Linked DNA regions of Mus musculus: regions 2 and 3 are each linked to region 1. The links are chromatin contacts, called in public Hi-C maps. All regions are on one chromosome and are shown on one strand. Each heading gives the region's core, a stretch centred on a gene start, on an enhancer-like site or on the middle of the called end of the contact. The rest is flanking DNA. Distances are from core to core; before and after follow the strand shown. Region 1 overlaps Nsmce2 (NSE2/MMS21 homolog, SMC5-SMC6 complex SUMO ligase). Region 2 overlaps Nsmce2 (NSE2/MMS21 homolog, SMC5-SMC6 complex SUMO ligase). Region 3 overlaps Nsmce2 (NSE2/MMS21 homolog, SMC5-SMC6 complex SUMO ligase).

Evidence for each region. A called contact is a pair of places that touch in the nucleus more often than the background predicts.
Region 2: a Hi-C map of the N1E-115 cell line shows a contact between it and region 1, with 4 times the contacts expected there. The contact joins two enhancer-like sites. A contact is called at or near these places in 1 of 39 promoter capture datasets (the C10 cell line), 2 of 15 datasets of contacts at CTCF or cohesin (the NIH/3T3 cell line and large pre-B cells), 17 of 484 Hi-C or Micro-C datasets (3T3-L1-derived adipocytes, the C10 cell line, the C2C12 cell line and 12 more) and 8 of 115 datasets of contacts at active chromatin or transcription factors (T-cell acute lymphoblastic leukemia, differentiating embryonic stem cells, embryonic fibroblasts and 5 more).
Region 3: a Hi-C map of liver shows a contact between it and region 1, with 4 times the contacts expected there. The contact joins two enhancer-like sites. A contact is called at or near these places in 1 of 15 datasets of contacts at CTCF or cohesin (the NIH/3T3 cell line), 36 of 484 Hi-C or Micro-C datasets (the 3T3-L1 cell line, the AML12 cell line, the C3H10T1/2 cell line and 24 more) and 6 of 115 datasets of contacts at active chromatin or transcription factors (embryonic fibroblasts, fibro-adipogenic progenitors, intestinal villus epithelium and 3 more).

Annotation. Positions count from the first base shown.
Region 1 is chr15:59,394,971-59,399,862 of GRCm38.p6, forward strand. All of the region lies in intron 2 of Nsmce2 (NSE2/MMS21 homolog, SMC5-SMC6 complex SUMO ligase), which reads left to right. Among named protein-coding and RNA genes, the nearest start is that of Nsmce2, 23 kb to the left of the region's middle. Within about 2 kb of position 3,016, at least 47 of the 459 cell types and tissues checked have an H3K27ac peak or open chromatin away from gene starts, as enhancers often do. A contact at or near this core is called in the C2C12 cell line, the N1E-115 cell line, bone marrow-derived macrophages and 4 more, where this site is marked.
Region 2 is chr15:59,564,949-59,569,840 of GRCm38.p6, forward strand. All of the region lies in intron 4 of Nsmce2 (NSE2/MMS21 homolog, SMC5-SMC6 complex SUMO ligase), which reads left to right. Among named protein-coding and RNA genes, the nearest start is that of Gm36677, 51 kb to the right of the region's middle. Within about 2 kb of position 2,758, at least 89 of the 459 cell types and tissues checked have an H3K27ac peak or open chromatin away from gene starts, as enhancers often do. A contact at or near this core is called in the C2C12 cell line, the N1E-115 cell line, bone marrow-derived macrophages and 3 more, where this site is marked.
Region 3 is chr15:59,547,833-59,552,724 of GRCm38.p6, forward strand. All of the region lies in intron 4 of Nsmce2 (NSE2/MMS21 homolog, SMC5-SMC6 complex SUMO ligase), which reads left to right. Among named protein-coding and RNA genes, the nearest start is that of Gm36677, 68 kb to the right of the region's middle. Within about 2 kb of position 1,954, at least 99 of the 459 cell types and tissues checked have an H3K27ac peak or open chromatin away from gene starts, as enhancers often do. A contact at or near this core is called in the N1E-115 cell line, liver and pancreatic cancer cells, where this site is marked.

The sequences.
Region 1 (4,892 bases), core at 1,766-4,265:
ATTCCAGACTTATTCTCTCTTAACAGTTTGATGAAAATAACCTGACATTGATGGAAGAGATAGCTAAAGTCAGAGGGGTAAAGTGGCTTGCCTGAAGCCACAGAGTACGTTCATATTCCATTAGCTTCTGTTGTGCTGAATTGAATGTATGTATAACAAATTCACACACATGTATGTGTGTATATATCAGCTTGCTCTTTATTAATCCTAATTGCCTTTGTATAAACAGTTAAGTTAGTAAATAATAAATTTATAAATATGGTATGTAGATTCTTTTTTGAAGAAATTTTATGGGCAGAGTGTTTGTTTAAAATTTGTTTTAATGGAATTTTCCATAAGCTTAATTGTCTTAATTAGGGTTTTATTGCTGTGAAGAGACACCGGACCATGGCAACTCTTATGAAGGAAGACATTTAGTTGGGACTGGCTTCCAGTTTTAGAAGCTTAGTCCATTACTGTCATGGCAGGAAAAATGGCAGTGTGCAGCGGACATGGTGCTGGAGAAAGAGTTGAGAGTTCTACATCCAGATTTGCAAGCAGCAGGAAGTGTATTGATCTATTAGACCTAGCTTGAGCCTCTAAGACCTCAGCCCCACCCCCAGCAACACAACTTCTTCAAGACCACACCTACTTCAAGGCCACACCTCCTAATAATGCCACTCCCTATAGGCCATGCATTCAAACACATGCATGTATGGGGCCATTCTTTATTATTATTTTTTTATTAGATATTTTCTTTATTTACATTTCAAATGTTATCCCCTTTCCTAATTTCCTCTCCAAAAATCCCCTTTCCTCTCCCCTGTTCCCCTGCTCCCCAACCCACCCACTCCTGCTTCCTGGCATAGGCATTCCCCTATACTGGGGCATAGAACCTTCACAGGACCAAGGGCCTCTTCTTCCATTGATGACCGACTAGGCCATCCTCTGCTACATATGCAGTTAGAGCCATGAGTCTCTCTGTGTGTTTTCTTTGGTTGGTGGTTTAGTCCCAGGGAGTTCTGGGGTTACTGGTTAGTTCATATTGTTGTTCCTCCAAGGGGGCTGCAAACCCCTACAGCTCCTTTAGTACTTTCTCTAGATCCTTCATTGGGGACCCTGTGCTCCATCTAATGGATAACTGTGTGCATCCACTTCTATATTAGTCAGGCATGGCAGAGTCTCTCAGGAGACAGCTATATCAGGAGACAGCTTCTTGCTATTATAAATAAGGCTGCATTGAACATAGTGGAGCATGTGTCTTTATTACAAGTTGGGGCATCTTCTGGGTATATACCCAGGAGTGGTATCTCTGGATCTTCTGGTAGAACTATGTCCAATTTTCTAAGGAACCACCAAACTGATTTCCAGAGTGGTTGTACCAGCTTGCAATCCCAGCTCGCCAGCATCTGCTGTCAACTGAGTTTTTGATCTTAGCCATTCTGACTGGTATAAGGTGGAATCTCAGGGTTGTTTTGATTTGCATTTCCCTGATGATTAAGGATGTTGAACATTTTTTTAGGTGCTTCCTAGCCATTCAGTATTCCTCAGTTGAGAATTCTTTGTTTAGCTCTGTACCCCATTTTTAATAAGGGTTATTTGGTTTTCTGGAGTCCAACTTCTTGGGTTCTTTATATATATTGGATATTAGCCCCCTATGTGAATTAGGACTGGTAAAGATCTTTTCGTATGGGGCCATTCCTACTCAAACCACCATATCAGTCTATTTTTCCTTTAGTCTTTCCTCCAGCCATCTAACAGTCCATTAGCCTTTTCGTTTTTGTAATTTGTCCATTTTATTATCTACCCATGTAAAATGTATAATGTAGTGGGGTTTTTAAAATTATATTCATGGATACACATAACCGTTACCACAATCATTTCAAAACCACAACCCCTGGCAAGGTGTGATATTATATACTTATAATTTCATTACTCAAGAGACTGAGGCAGGAGTATTGTGAGTTCAAGGACAGCCTGGGCTGTATAGTGATGAGAGGAGAGGAGACCAACAAGAAAGGAAGTGAGGAAGGGAAAAGAAAGGAAGCAGACCCTGCGTCCTTTAGCATTGCACGCCAGTCTCTCCAGGAGCCACTGATCTACTATGGCTCTATAGCTGTGGAGTTACCTGTTTCAGACATTTCATATAGAAGTGAATTTTATATAAAATGTGGTTTTTTGTGGTTGGAGTGTTCTTGTTTTCAAGCAAGGTTCATCTGTGTTGTTAGATCCATCAGCATTTAATCAGTTAGCACTTCATTTATTTTTATAGTTTAATAATACTCCATTATGTAGTATGTAGCTATACCACATTTTGTAGATCTACCAGTTGGTGGACCCTGGGTTGTTAATATTACTAAATTATTCTTGGATGCTTGTGCTTTGAACGAGGAATGCCCTCACTAGGCTCAGGTATTTGCATTACTTGGTCCCCAGTAGGTGGTGCTGTTTGGAGAGGTTTAGGAGGTGCAGTCTTGCTGGAGGATGGATGTCTCAGGGCTTCCAGATTTTATAGCCTATCCCTGCTTCCAGTTTGCTTTCTCTACTTCTCTCTTGCAATGTGAGCTCTCACCTTCTTGGCACCATGCTTGCAGGTGGCTCCCTGATGTCATGCCTCCCAGCCGAGATGGATTCAAATCCTCTGGGACCAGAGCCCAGATAAGCTTTTGGTCACATGGTGCTGTGTGTAGCACAGCAGCAAATGTAACTATTAATTGTGCTGCTCAGCATCCATTCTCACGTTAGTATCTCAGCATGGTTTCAGTTGGCATTTATGTAATGATGTCATATGCTTTTGGGCTCTTAGAGAAATCTCTGGAGAAGTGCCTATTCATATCCTGTGCACTTTTAAATCCAGTGTCTAAGTTCTTTATATATTCTAGAGAAAAGTCTGATATAAGACATGATCTGCTGGTATTTTTCCTATTGTGTGCTGCATTTTACTTTCTTGATAGTGTTCATTGAAGTATGCAAGGTTGTGATCTTGCGGGAGTCCAGCTGTGTGGATTTGCTGTTTTCGTGGTATGCCTTCCCCTGATAGAGCTTAGCATCAAGCTTGAAGCAGTCCTATTCATGTGTGCTGAGTATGAGTTTTGAGCTGGGACTCATTTGATGACTAGTTCTCTAAAGGTGCTGTGATGAAAACCTTTTCCCAGCAACCATGTGGAACCCTGGAGTTGGTGGGAATTGTAGATGAGAGAGCCTTCAGGACAGGCTTCACATGGGCTGTTGCAGGTTAAAGGTGAGTAGCTGTTTCATGTACTAGAAACAGACTGGAAAAGATTGATGAGTATTTGTCCTGATATGAAAGCTGACAAACCTGCCTGTAAGCTTCATGGCTGCTTGAGAGGTAGGAAACCCCTAAGTCAAAGACAGCAGCTTTTGTTGTTATACCTCAGATAGTATGCCTGTTCTGGTTTACCTTCCTGTCTCCATGCCTCATGGTTTCTGGAGCTGATATGGGAGAGCCCAGGAGGGTTGAGGTCACAACTAAGGAACCTCAGGCTCAGGGGTCCAGTTTTTGGAAGTAGACGCCATCTTAGTCTTGTGAGATCTTGCTCTTACATAAGCATCCTTGTAAAGATGGACTGGGACAGAAGGGCACATGGCACCTTTGCTCCCAAGATGTTCAGAATGAGTGAGAAATGACTTGCTCCCTAGAACCTGACACATTCAGGGAGCTGCAAGTGCTTCAGGGTGAAGATTAACTTCAGCTGAGGCCTTTCCAGGCTGTTGCCACCACCAGTGGTGAAAGCTTCAGCACTTTTCTTTGGAGATGAACTTTGTCCAAGATGCAGGAGAGGCCAGGTGAGATGAAGAGAGGGGTCCTCCTCTGTCCCCAGAGGGAACATAATCCTTTGGTTGTCTGGATGGGGTAATGTTGGGCTTTCAGAACTACAGAATCATGCACTGGCTGCCCACTTTAGTATCATTGTGACTTTAACTTTCAGGTTATTTTCCTTTATAAGTAGTGATGATGTAAAATAGCAGTGAATGTCTTGTAGGGTCCTTAACCATCCACCCATCCACATCTCCCTAACACCTGCCGTATTTGGAGTTGCTGTAAAGTATTAAGGAATGTATCTAAAATGCTCTTTACAGAGCTGGTACATAATATTCATATTGGTCAGTTGCTTTGTTTTTGCTGTAATTATTTGAGCATTTGAAAAGATGGATCCTGTAGAGCCTTAGGGTCAGAATTGACTTTGTACAAAAATACATCCGTGAATTAAAATGCAAATTCTCTATTAGCCTAGATGATTGCTTCATCTCTTAGAGCTTGCTTTTTCCTGCATGTGAAGACTTGAAGTGACTGCCTTTTTGTGGTTATTCTGGGTTTGAGACAGTTATTTCCTTTGTTGTTTAGGGTTTACTTTGAACTATGGTCTTGCTGTGTTGCCCAGGTTAGCCTCCAAAGCTACGTAGGCTCAAGTGATCTTCTTTCTCAGCTACCTGGCTGGAGTACAGACACATGCTACTCTGCTGTATTAAGCTCCTCACTTTAAAGGCGGCCCTGGGCAGAGACTGGCTACATGTGTGTGTGTTTCATTGGTATTCTGCTGAGTACTTAGTTTTAAGTCACTGGGTGCTCTCTAACCAGTGTCTTATTTACATGCAAACAAAATTACACTAAATAACAGATTTTTTTTTTGCAGTCTCTTTTGTCCCATTTTGCAGACTGTTCTTTTAGAAAGTATCCTTTTTAAATTTTGGAATAATAATAGACTTACAAACACTTGGAATGAGAGTTCCCAAATGTCTCTACCCACTGCCCTTACTTGCTCAGACCTTAGTGCATAGTACATTTATCAAAGCTACATAAAACATTGGTGTGTTATTGCAGACTAAACTTCTGTTTTAGTAACATTTTTTCAGTGGCCCTTTTTCTTTTTTTTATATTTATTTTATTTGTA
Region 2 (4,892 bases), core at 1,508-4,007, 170 kb after region 1:
TAGACATCCAATGGGAAGCATTCCTTAAGCTTTGAATGTTCATCGGGTGCTAAATAAAGGAGAATTTAGAACATGGCATCAAGGAGGGGGAAACCATGTGGAACGGGGTCCCCAAGTAGGGACAGGTAGACTAGAGATCTTGCGTCTCCATTGACTCAGCTGTAGACCAGGGCTAGCACTAGGTGACCGCAGCTTTTTCAGTTTGAATATAATGCCAAGTCCACTAAAAAGCAAAAAAGTCCACCTGTTCCCTTTACACATTAGGCTCCTGTGTTTGTGCCATGCACTGTGGAAGTACAGCCATGCATTCGGGAAGAAAACATAGCATTGAGCAGTTTGGTAGACTCCTGTGGCCATTTCCCTACCTGCCAAGTGATTATCTGTCCCCAGGTCCTTACTCGTGGCATATGGGAAAGAGTAGATAATACAAAGATTGTAAAACACTGTCAATGTCAAGTACTGTGCCATAGACAGAGCAGCCACACAAGGCAGGAAAGCATCGTGAGAAAGAAAATAGGCATTCTTCCCCGCTGTGATTTTATTGTTCCCACCCCCCAACCCCCACCCCACCCCGAGACAGGGTTTCTCTGTGTAGCCCTGGCTGTCCTGGAACTCACTTTGTAGACCAGGCTGGCCTCCTGCCTCTGCCTAGGATTAAAGGCGTGCGCCACCATGCCCGGCTTGTGATTTTAAAACTATGTTCTAGATTTTTAACAACTAACCATCTTGATCTGTATTTTCCTGTTAATTGGAACTGCCCAACACACTTTGGGGCAGTACCTCCAACATCAGAGTGTGATACTAGAAGTCATTTCATTGTTTTCCAGCCCAAATCTTTTTGCAAAGAACTTGAGACAAGCTTGTTTCATCTCCAGTTCCAATCACTAGCCGTGTGATTGCATGTATAGGGTGGAAGAGCCAAGGTTAGAGCGGCACACAGGAAATCCAGACTCGGCTGCTTCTAAGCTCCAGTCAGCTGCAGCTCTGGGACAAATCAGAGTTGCAGACTTTATTGAGAAGACCAAAGCTGCTGTGTGGACTTAATCTGCTTAATTTCCCCAACAATAGATATAAAACTAACTGCAAGGTCACACAGAGGAGGAAGTTATCTAGAGTCTGCAGTTTAGTGTCTTGTCCAGTGTGTCTACATTCTCCTAAGTAAAGCAACTTGATATGTCTGGAAAGGGTATGTTTCTGTCTCCACTTTATATATGCTTAGAAAATTGGCAGATTTGATATAAGCCTTCATATTCACAGATATCCTAGAAATATCTACCATAAGTCTATCCGCTATTAAGGTCACAGTAATAGGATTGTATGGTTTGTAGAATTAAATATGCTTAGCTTTGGCCTGCTCTGAGGTTTCCAGTTTTCAAAAAAACATGAGAGAAAGCACTAGCATCAGCGTTGTCTCCATTAAATTAGATAATTTGCAGACTATGCATAGCAGAGTGCTGGCTTTCAGTGCATCATAGCTCGCATTACAGAACAGGTTCTTAGTCTGATTAGACTTTCACTGAATAGTTAAGCTCTTGATAAGAGAATCCAGATGAACAGGTAGTGTTTCGCTGTTGGTTAGTTGGCTGGTTTTGCATTTACTCTTTATCGTGGGAGGCTTGTGCATGCTGTGTTACATACAGGAGTTTAGAAGACAGCATGTAGGGTTCCGTTGTCTCCTCCAAACTTGGAGTCCTATGGTTCAAACATAGTTCACCAAGCTTGGTGCAGGTATCTTTATCTGCTGAACATCTCACCGGTCCTGTTTTTGTCTCAGATCGGGTCTTGCTATGTAATCTTGGCTGACCGGGTACTTTCTGTGTAGCCCACCCTGGCCTCAAACCCACAGCAGTCCTCTTGCCCCCTCACTCTGCCACATGCAGCCACCGTGCCCATTTTAGAAGAATCCCCATGTGCTGGAGAGCAGGCCTCTGCCTGGCCTGTGCCTTCTGTGTTCCTGGTTGGTAAGTAATGGGTGTTCAGGAAGGAGCTGCTTGCTGCACTTGAGCTTGGGTTTCTGTCAAAAGGAGATTGCCTCTTCAGTGAACCCTTGAGTCTTACGAACCAGTCCTTGATTTCAAAATTTCTTTTGAGTTCTCATGAATGTGGTGAGCTACCATGCAGTGTACTTGGAAACAGTCCAGTTTGGTTCTAAAGAGAGAAGGGAAGAGGAAGGGCGGAAGACCATGTCATCTAATTGGTTTGGGACCTTGGAAGAGACAGGATTGTCTGAGGGGAGCACCAGGTGGAGAATCCAGTATCCTACACACTGCTGCCAGCAGCACTTGCTCCTGAGAGGGAACCATACAGGAAACACATCATCCTGTGCCCATGCCAGGCCATCAGAGTCAAAGCCCTAGGAGTAGGGGACCGAGGCGTCTTTGTAGTTTAGTTTGCCAGGTTTAGGGAGCATTGCCACAGCCGTTTTCCAGGCCCAGGAAGAGAAAGCAATTCCCTGAGTCACTCCCAGGGCTAGTCAGTGACCAAGGCCAGCCTTAGGTTCAGAAGACACTCGGCCAGTACAGGGTCTTCCCAGGTTATCCCAGCCCCTGGTTCTCTACTGGCTGAAGAGCAGAGGCAAACGCTTCTCTCTCTGTGCTATCGAGAGCTGCCTGACCTTAAAGGGCCACTGTGGGGTCAAGCTAGTTAAAAGATGTTCTGTTCTGTTCACCGTGTCCTTTACTCACAGTCTGTTCTGCAGACAACTGAAAGGCTGCTAAATTAAGCCATTTTTCAGAGAGGTCTGAGTCATCTAGTGGCAGCTGTCGGTGCCTCGCTGGAGGTGCTTTGATCATTGTTGTCTAAATGCACACATTAGTCCTGGGCAGCAGTGTGTTGTGCTGTGCTAGGGACTTACTGAGATAATGGGCTCAGCCCTTGAGGACATCAAGGAAAGCCAAAGGCTCATGAGTTTCTCTCAGGGCAAGAAAAGGCATGGAAGCCACATATTTTAGCACCAACAATCTAGTCTCTCGGCTAGGAAAAGCTTGAATGTATCCTGCCTGCCCAGTTAATATAGAGAAGGGAAGTACCTCACTCAGATCACATGGGAATTCAGGAGCAGATGGCAGGACACAGCAGAACAGAATTGGTTTCCTCAAGGGAGTTTCCTCTATTCAATCAGGAAGGCTTTCATTAAGAGTTGTCATTTCAAGGACATCTGGAAATGAGGTCTGAGAAGCCAGTCCAAAGCACAGTGACCATGGGCATATGTTTGAGAAGAGTGGTGTACAAAAGAAGAAAAAAAATGCATTAACCTGTTATAAAGCAGTGTGTATAACTGATTTAGAGCACGGGGGTGGGGGGTGGATGGGTGGGGAGGAGTCAGAGTAGGAATCTGAAGAGGCCAGAAGTCACCAAACAGTTGCCAACGACAGCATTCTCATGGGTCTTACTGACATGACTAGGTGGTCGAAAGTGGTTCAGGGGGGTTAAAGTCACTGCCACCATTCCTGAACAGCCATTTCATGCCATGTCTAGCATATTGCATAAAATGTCTTTTTCCTTAGAACAGCTTTTCAGACAGGTGTTTTCCTCCAAGCCAGTGTTCCTGTGCCAGTGAATGCCCACTCAGACTTGGGTGGCTTTCTTAAAAGCACAGGGCGTTCGGGAGACAGAGTTCATACTTGTTGGTTCCTTCCTTGAGGCCTCTCTCAGGGTATTGAGGGGGAATGTTAGGGAGAGCCATAGGAGATCACCGAAAGCTTCTATCTAGGCCTGCAAACAAAAGGGGATAAAATGGTAGCTGTGGGTGGGGTCATACATTTCTGATTAGAAAGAGCAAGAAAATAATGCAAGTTTTTGCCATTGCCTCACCGATGCTTAAGGAAGAACAAATTGACCGGAAGTTACTTACTTGGCAGTGATTGACCTGGTGACATGACCCATCGAGTTAGAAAAAAGGAAGGCTCCTCAAGAAGAAAGATGTCACATAATAAGCTTTACTGGTGAGTTGGAGTGTTTAACGTTGCAATGCCCAACAAAAGATGAAAGGTAAAAGCAGATTAATATGTTGATGTGTCCTCTCAATAGATGATAGCACAGCATCCTGTGACCTAGGGTCTCACAAAATCTGCCACAGGCCTGTGTGCATCGGGCACTGGAATAAGATGGTAGATCACGGATGTGAGAGGATACAGCTAGGAATGGAAAGATCGAAAACTCCGGGAAGCTGTGTGCTATCATGCCAGCCTTGCACTGGAGGGAGAGCAGGGGAATTAAGTCTGGCAGGGCCCAGGGTCCTGTAAGAATGGATCATTAATTTTTTTTAAAGATGAGAAAGGAGGCTTTTAGGCAGGAAGCACAGTAAACACATCTCGTATCCTAGAATCCAAGGAAGAGGGGGAGAAGAAGGACTTAGCTGTGCTGACTACATTGGTCAGTCATTCATTAAGTTATAAATTAGTTTAAATCTTTTCAGTAGACCTGCCAATTAAGCATCCCACTTACACATGAAGAAAAGGGGCACGGAGTGCAGAGATGGGCAGGGAACAGGTAGGATTTTCCCAGGCCTGACTCTGAACCATGGCTTCCATGCCCCTACTGCCTCGGCTAGACTGGAGAGCAGTAAGGAAGACTTGACAGGGACAGAGCCAGAAGCTGTGAACAGACCAGGGCCAGCGTCTGAGAACCAGGGAGCCTGAGGTCTTGATGGTGCAGAGGTGACATGGCCAAAGCTGGCCACAAGGATTGGCCTCACGTCCCTTTGCCGTGTGTGGCATTGTGCTGCCCAGTGTGTGGACGAGTGAATATTCGTCACCTGGGAATGATGGGAATGAGTCTCCTCTCCCCAAACTAGTACTTTGTAGCCATTGTGTCTGGAAATGTCCCATGTGACAACCCCATATCCTGTCTGTTTACCCTTTCCTTTCCAGTGACATGGGATACCCACTGTT
Region 3 (4,892 bases), core at 704-3,203, 150 kb after region 1:
CTGTTGGTGAGGGCTCATTTCCCAGCCCAGCACAGATCCCTCCAAGCCAGCTCTCACCTAACATGAAGAGAAGAGTGTAACATCTAGCTCCACTTTGTGAGCACCTAATCCATTACTTCCATGCCAGAGAAAAGAAGCTCTCTCCTTTTTAAAATGAAGGCCCCTGCTTGGTGACACACACCTGTAATCACAGGGCTCAAGTGGCAGGACCAGGATGGTGAATTCTAGGCCAACCTGAGCTATATAGCAATACCTTCATATTCTCTCTCTCTCTCTCTCTCTCTCTCTCTCTCTCTCTCTCTCTCTCTCTCACACACACACACACACACACTCTCTCACACACACACACACACACTCTCTCTCTCTCTCTCACACACACACACACACACACTCTCTCTCTCTCTCTCTCACACTCACACACACACACACGCTTGTGCATTAGAGACACACAGCACCTTCTTGTCCCACACCACACAGTATGGTCGATTTCAAAGCCTGCCACTCTTGGGGACTGAAGCGATAGCTCAGCAGTTAAAAGCACTCTTGCTGCTCTTGCAAAGCTGAGTTCAGTTTCCAGCACTGATATCAGATGGTCTGTAACTGCAACTCTGGGGCATCTGACACCCTTTTCTGGCCTCTACAGGCATCTGAATACATTCAGACAGATACATACGCATAAATGAAAATGACTTTAAAAAAGAAAAAGAAGTCTGACAGCCAGGAGATAGGGCTTTGGAAGCACGACGTAGAAAAATGTCTGGTTTATCATAGGCACAGTGGGCAAGCAAGCATCCAGACTTGGATGCTAAAGTGTCTGATCATAGGGGGATGCAGTCTTCTCTTTGTAGCCGAATGAAATTTTCCAGGAGACCTTTTGAGCTGCCAGTTGACAGCCCTATATGACATGTCTGTTGGGCTCCTTTGGCACTCATGGCAACAAGAAACAAACCCTGCAGTTTTAAATAAGCAGTTAGAGAGCTCAGAGCAGGTGGTCATAACTCAGTATGAAGCCACCAAACACCTCATCTTCCTGACTGACACCTTTCTAAATTCTCCCAAAGACCTCAGAATACCTCCCTCTCTCAACAGCGACAGGCTTGGCATTGTTAGTGAAGGAGGCCCATGGCCTTCTTGGACCTCTCTGCAGGTCCCACAGGCTGGACTTACAAAGAGTCTTTTGACCAGGCAGCGGTGTAAGTGACTTTATGGAAGACAAGCCAGCGCTTGTTTCCTCTCTGTGCTGTAAGGGTTAAGAGTCATCACTGTGGTCACCAAGGTCAGACACCAGCTCTCAGTGTGCTGGTTCCAGCCACAGATGTGTTTGGGTTGGCCAGGGGAGTTGTATACACATGTATCTTCGGTTGCAACATACACCAGTTAGAAGGGTTCCCATCAGAATCAGCATTTCCAGCTTCTTTTAGTACTGTCTCTGACAGCACAGGCTGCCGTGTAGAGGCTGTCTGCCTCAGTGACATGGAGGTCCCTCATTGACCCTTCTACCTTGACGTAGCTTCAGCCTGGCCTACTTCCTGGATGCAGGTTTAACAGTGTTCCTACAGAGTCCTGTGCCATTTTCTCTACAATAAAAGTGAAAAGTACAAATTCTCCTCATCACACTCCTGACCTAATTTTAACAAGTTGCCAAATACTGAGTCTCAGGCCTACAGTGTGCTTTAAGATATAATTCCTAAGGGCAGCATTCTTTGATCAATCCTCTTGTAAAGTCACACAGTTGAAGACGATCCCTACCTGCTGGTGTTTCTGTGTCACAGCTCTTCTCCCTCTGCCCCATGGTTCCCAGCAGTGTACATGCTAAACATATCCTTAGTTGTCCCCTTTTGGCTGCTCATAGGTTTGAAGCTAGGCTGTCTGTGGGGAAGGGAGTGTGGAGCTGCAGAGGGGAAACGAGATACCTGTTTGGCTTCCACTGGCTTGAAAACTGAGTCATGAGTCCATAGTACAGAGGTAATGTGAACAAGTCTTTGCAAATCACTGCATCAGTAAGCCGTTTGCCCCCACCCCTTACACACCCTTTTCTCACCCGTTGTATGGCCAGCCCCTCTCTTGGTTCCATTTAGACTACCTAACCTCCGTTGGCAAAATCTGCCCTTTTCCTACCACCTCATTATTCTCTGGCCACCTGCCAACCACGTGAGGGCGATTTGAACACTGCTGAAAGCAGGCCAGCACATGGAGTCCTTAGAGACGCTGTCATGTAGTCATGACCGTGAGGAAGCATGTCTCCTGGAACTGTGGGTCACGTCACTCCACCGTTGTCATATTTCACTTTACCATCGCAGGGGTTTTGTGCATTTCTTCCAATTCCCATGACTCTGGTTTCACATGAGGTCGTGGACTTCTCAATCAAAAAGTTGCTCATAGCTTTGGTAGGTCTGAAATTTCAGAGTATTGAGCAAGGCCCGCATTGTGCTAGAACATGATCTAATAAGATTGGACTGTCAAAACAAGAAGCAGCAGTCTGGCTAAAAGGTTTTTAAGCAGGAAATCTGTCCTGTGAGAACCTCCAAAAGATGATAAACATGTAGGCTGGGGGCCGATTTCATTTTCATCTCTACCATGAACTTAAGCAGACTGAAGTAGAGGCAGAAACCGTAGATGCTATCTTTTGGTTGGGAAACTAATTGGTTGTGTAATTAGCTGTGTGAAACATCAGGAAAATATGTGAACCATTTTGTTAGGACCCTACAGAGTACTTGGGACAGAGCCCCAAAATGTCAAGTAGAGACGATGCGTCACTCAGAGTGCAGTCGGAGAGCAGGGAGTTCCTTTCCAGCCCACCAACCGTGAGAGGCGGCAAGTTATGTAACCTTTTCCGCTCCTTGGTCTTTTCATCCCTGACATGAGAATTGGGACATTATAAGATGTTCACGGGGGATAAAAGGAATAATCTGGAGCAGTGCCTGGAGCTGGAGGAGTGGCCAGTAAGCGAGAGCAGTGACTGGTAGGTACATCGCAAGTATGCTTGTGCATTCTGATCTCAGCACAGTTTCCAAAAGAAGATCGGCTGGTATCTTAGTTTTCTGCTCTTTGTGGCTCCTCACTAGTGGAACCCTGTGAAGGGAAACATCTTGTCATTCTCTGCACCATTCTCTTGTCAAGAGCACATCTCAGTGAAGGCTCAGGTCAGGATGGCCCTGGCGATGAGTCACTGTAGTTCACTTTGGCCTCCTCCTGAAGCCCACTTTTATAATTTTCCAGTTCAATTATTAAGACACTGAATATCTGCATCATACTACTGCTGGATTGCAATGTAACCACTAACCAAGCATGTTTATGCAATGCCTTATGTGTAATCACTTATAATAAAAGTAAAAGCCGGGTGTGGTGGTGCACGCATTTAATCCCAGCACTTGGGAGGCAGAGGCAGGTGGATTTCTGAGTTCGAAGCCAGCCTGGTCTACAAAGTGAGTTCCAGACCAGCCAGGGCTATACAGAGAAACCCTGTCTCGAAAAACCATTAAAAAATAAAAAATAAAAATAAATAAATAAAAGTAAAGAGTATGGCTTAGTGATGGCTTCATATTGGCTAAAGGGGAAAGCCCGCGCCGTCTCTCAGCATGTTAGATTAATCCCTGCAGTGGAAACTAGATTGATTCTGACAGAGTAGCTGGAAGTCTAGTCAGCTGCCTGCTTGCTTCCTCCTTGCTGCCGTTGTGTAATGGGCAAAGGTGTGCTCTGGGGACCACTGAGGCATTTGGTTTTGCCCCTGGCAGAGGACTTGGATCTGATTCCCAGCAGCAGCAGCCGCAGCAGCAGCAGCAAAAGCGGCAATCCCTTTCCTCTGCCGAGTCATTGCCAGCTAAGGAAACAACTGTCCTCAAGTGCTGCGTGGGATCAGACACCAGAGAGAAAGAAATCCCGTTAGCTCATTTAATTAATTGTTTTACTTAAAACCCAAGCTGGGAAGAAGGAAAAGAAATCTCAGTCTGTGAAGTCCTTCATTGCAAATGCGGGGACCAGTATCGGGTCCCCAGCTCCCATGTAGTCAGACATGGTGGCACAAGCTTAGGGTCCCAGTGCTGAAGGGGTAGAAATGTGATCTTTCAAGCTCAGTTGTCAGGCTGCCCTATGCCAAGAACATCACACCGAAGTCTATCTCCTGGCCTCTGCAAACATGGACACTCCGCCCTCACACAGGCATATACCAGCACACGCAAATGTGCACGTATACACAATACATATAAGTAAAAAATAAGGCCCAGGGGCAGTTGGGACCAGATCACACCTTTAATCCCAGCAATGGAGAGACAGAGGCCGGTATTCTCTGCGATTTTGAGGCTAGCCTTGTCTACATAGGGTATTCCAAGACAGAGTTACATGGTGAGACCCTGTGTTTAAAAGAAAAGAAAGGAAGGAAAAGAAAGAAGAAATTAAAAGGAAGCCCCAAATCAGTATAAAATCCGAGAATTTATGTTTCAGTTTCCTTATCTAGCTCTCCAAAGAAAAGGGTCCCACTGTCGTCGTCCCCCCCCCCTCAGTCTTTGGAAAATACACAGATAATAAAAACATCAACTTGGGACCAGACAAATAGCTCATCAGTTAAAGGCACACACTACTGGAAAAGGACCTGACTGTTCCCTGCACCTGTGTCCGGCAGCTCACAGCAATGCTCACTCTGGCTCCCAGTGATCTGAAACCCACTTGTGCACTCCCCGGCATCAGCACTCAGCCATGTACATGCGCACACATACACACATCATTCAAAATAACCTTTAAAACAAAACTTGTTCCACATAGTTTATGATGTCACCAGGGATTCTTGATGAGGTTGTCAGCCTGTGTGTACCGTTCTGTTACTAAGCCCTGCTTTTTTCGGGGGTGTTGTGCAATATGTCAACACTTCCCGTTTCTTTCCTGTAAACTGCAGCTTT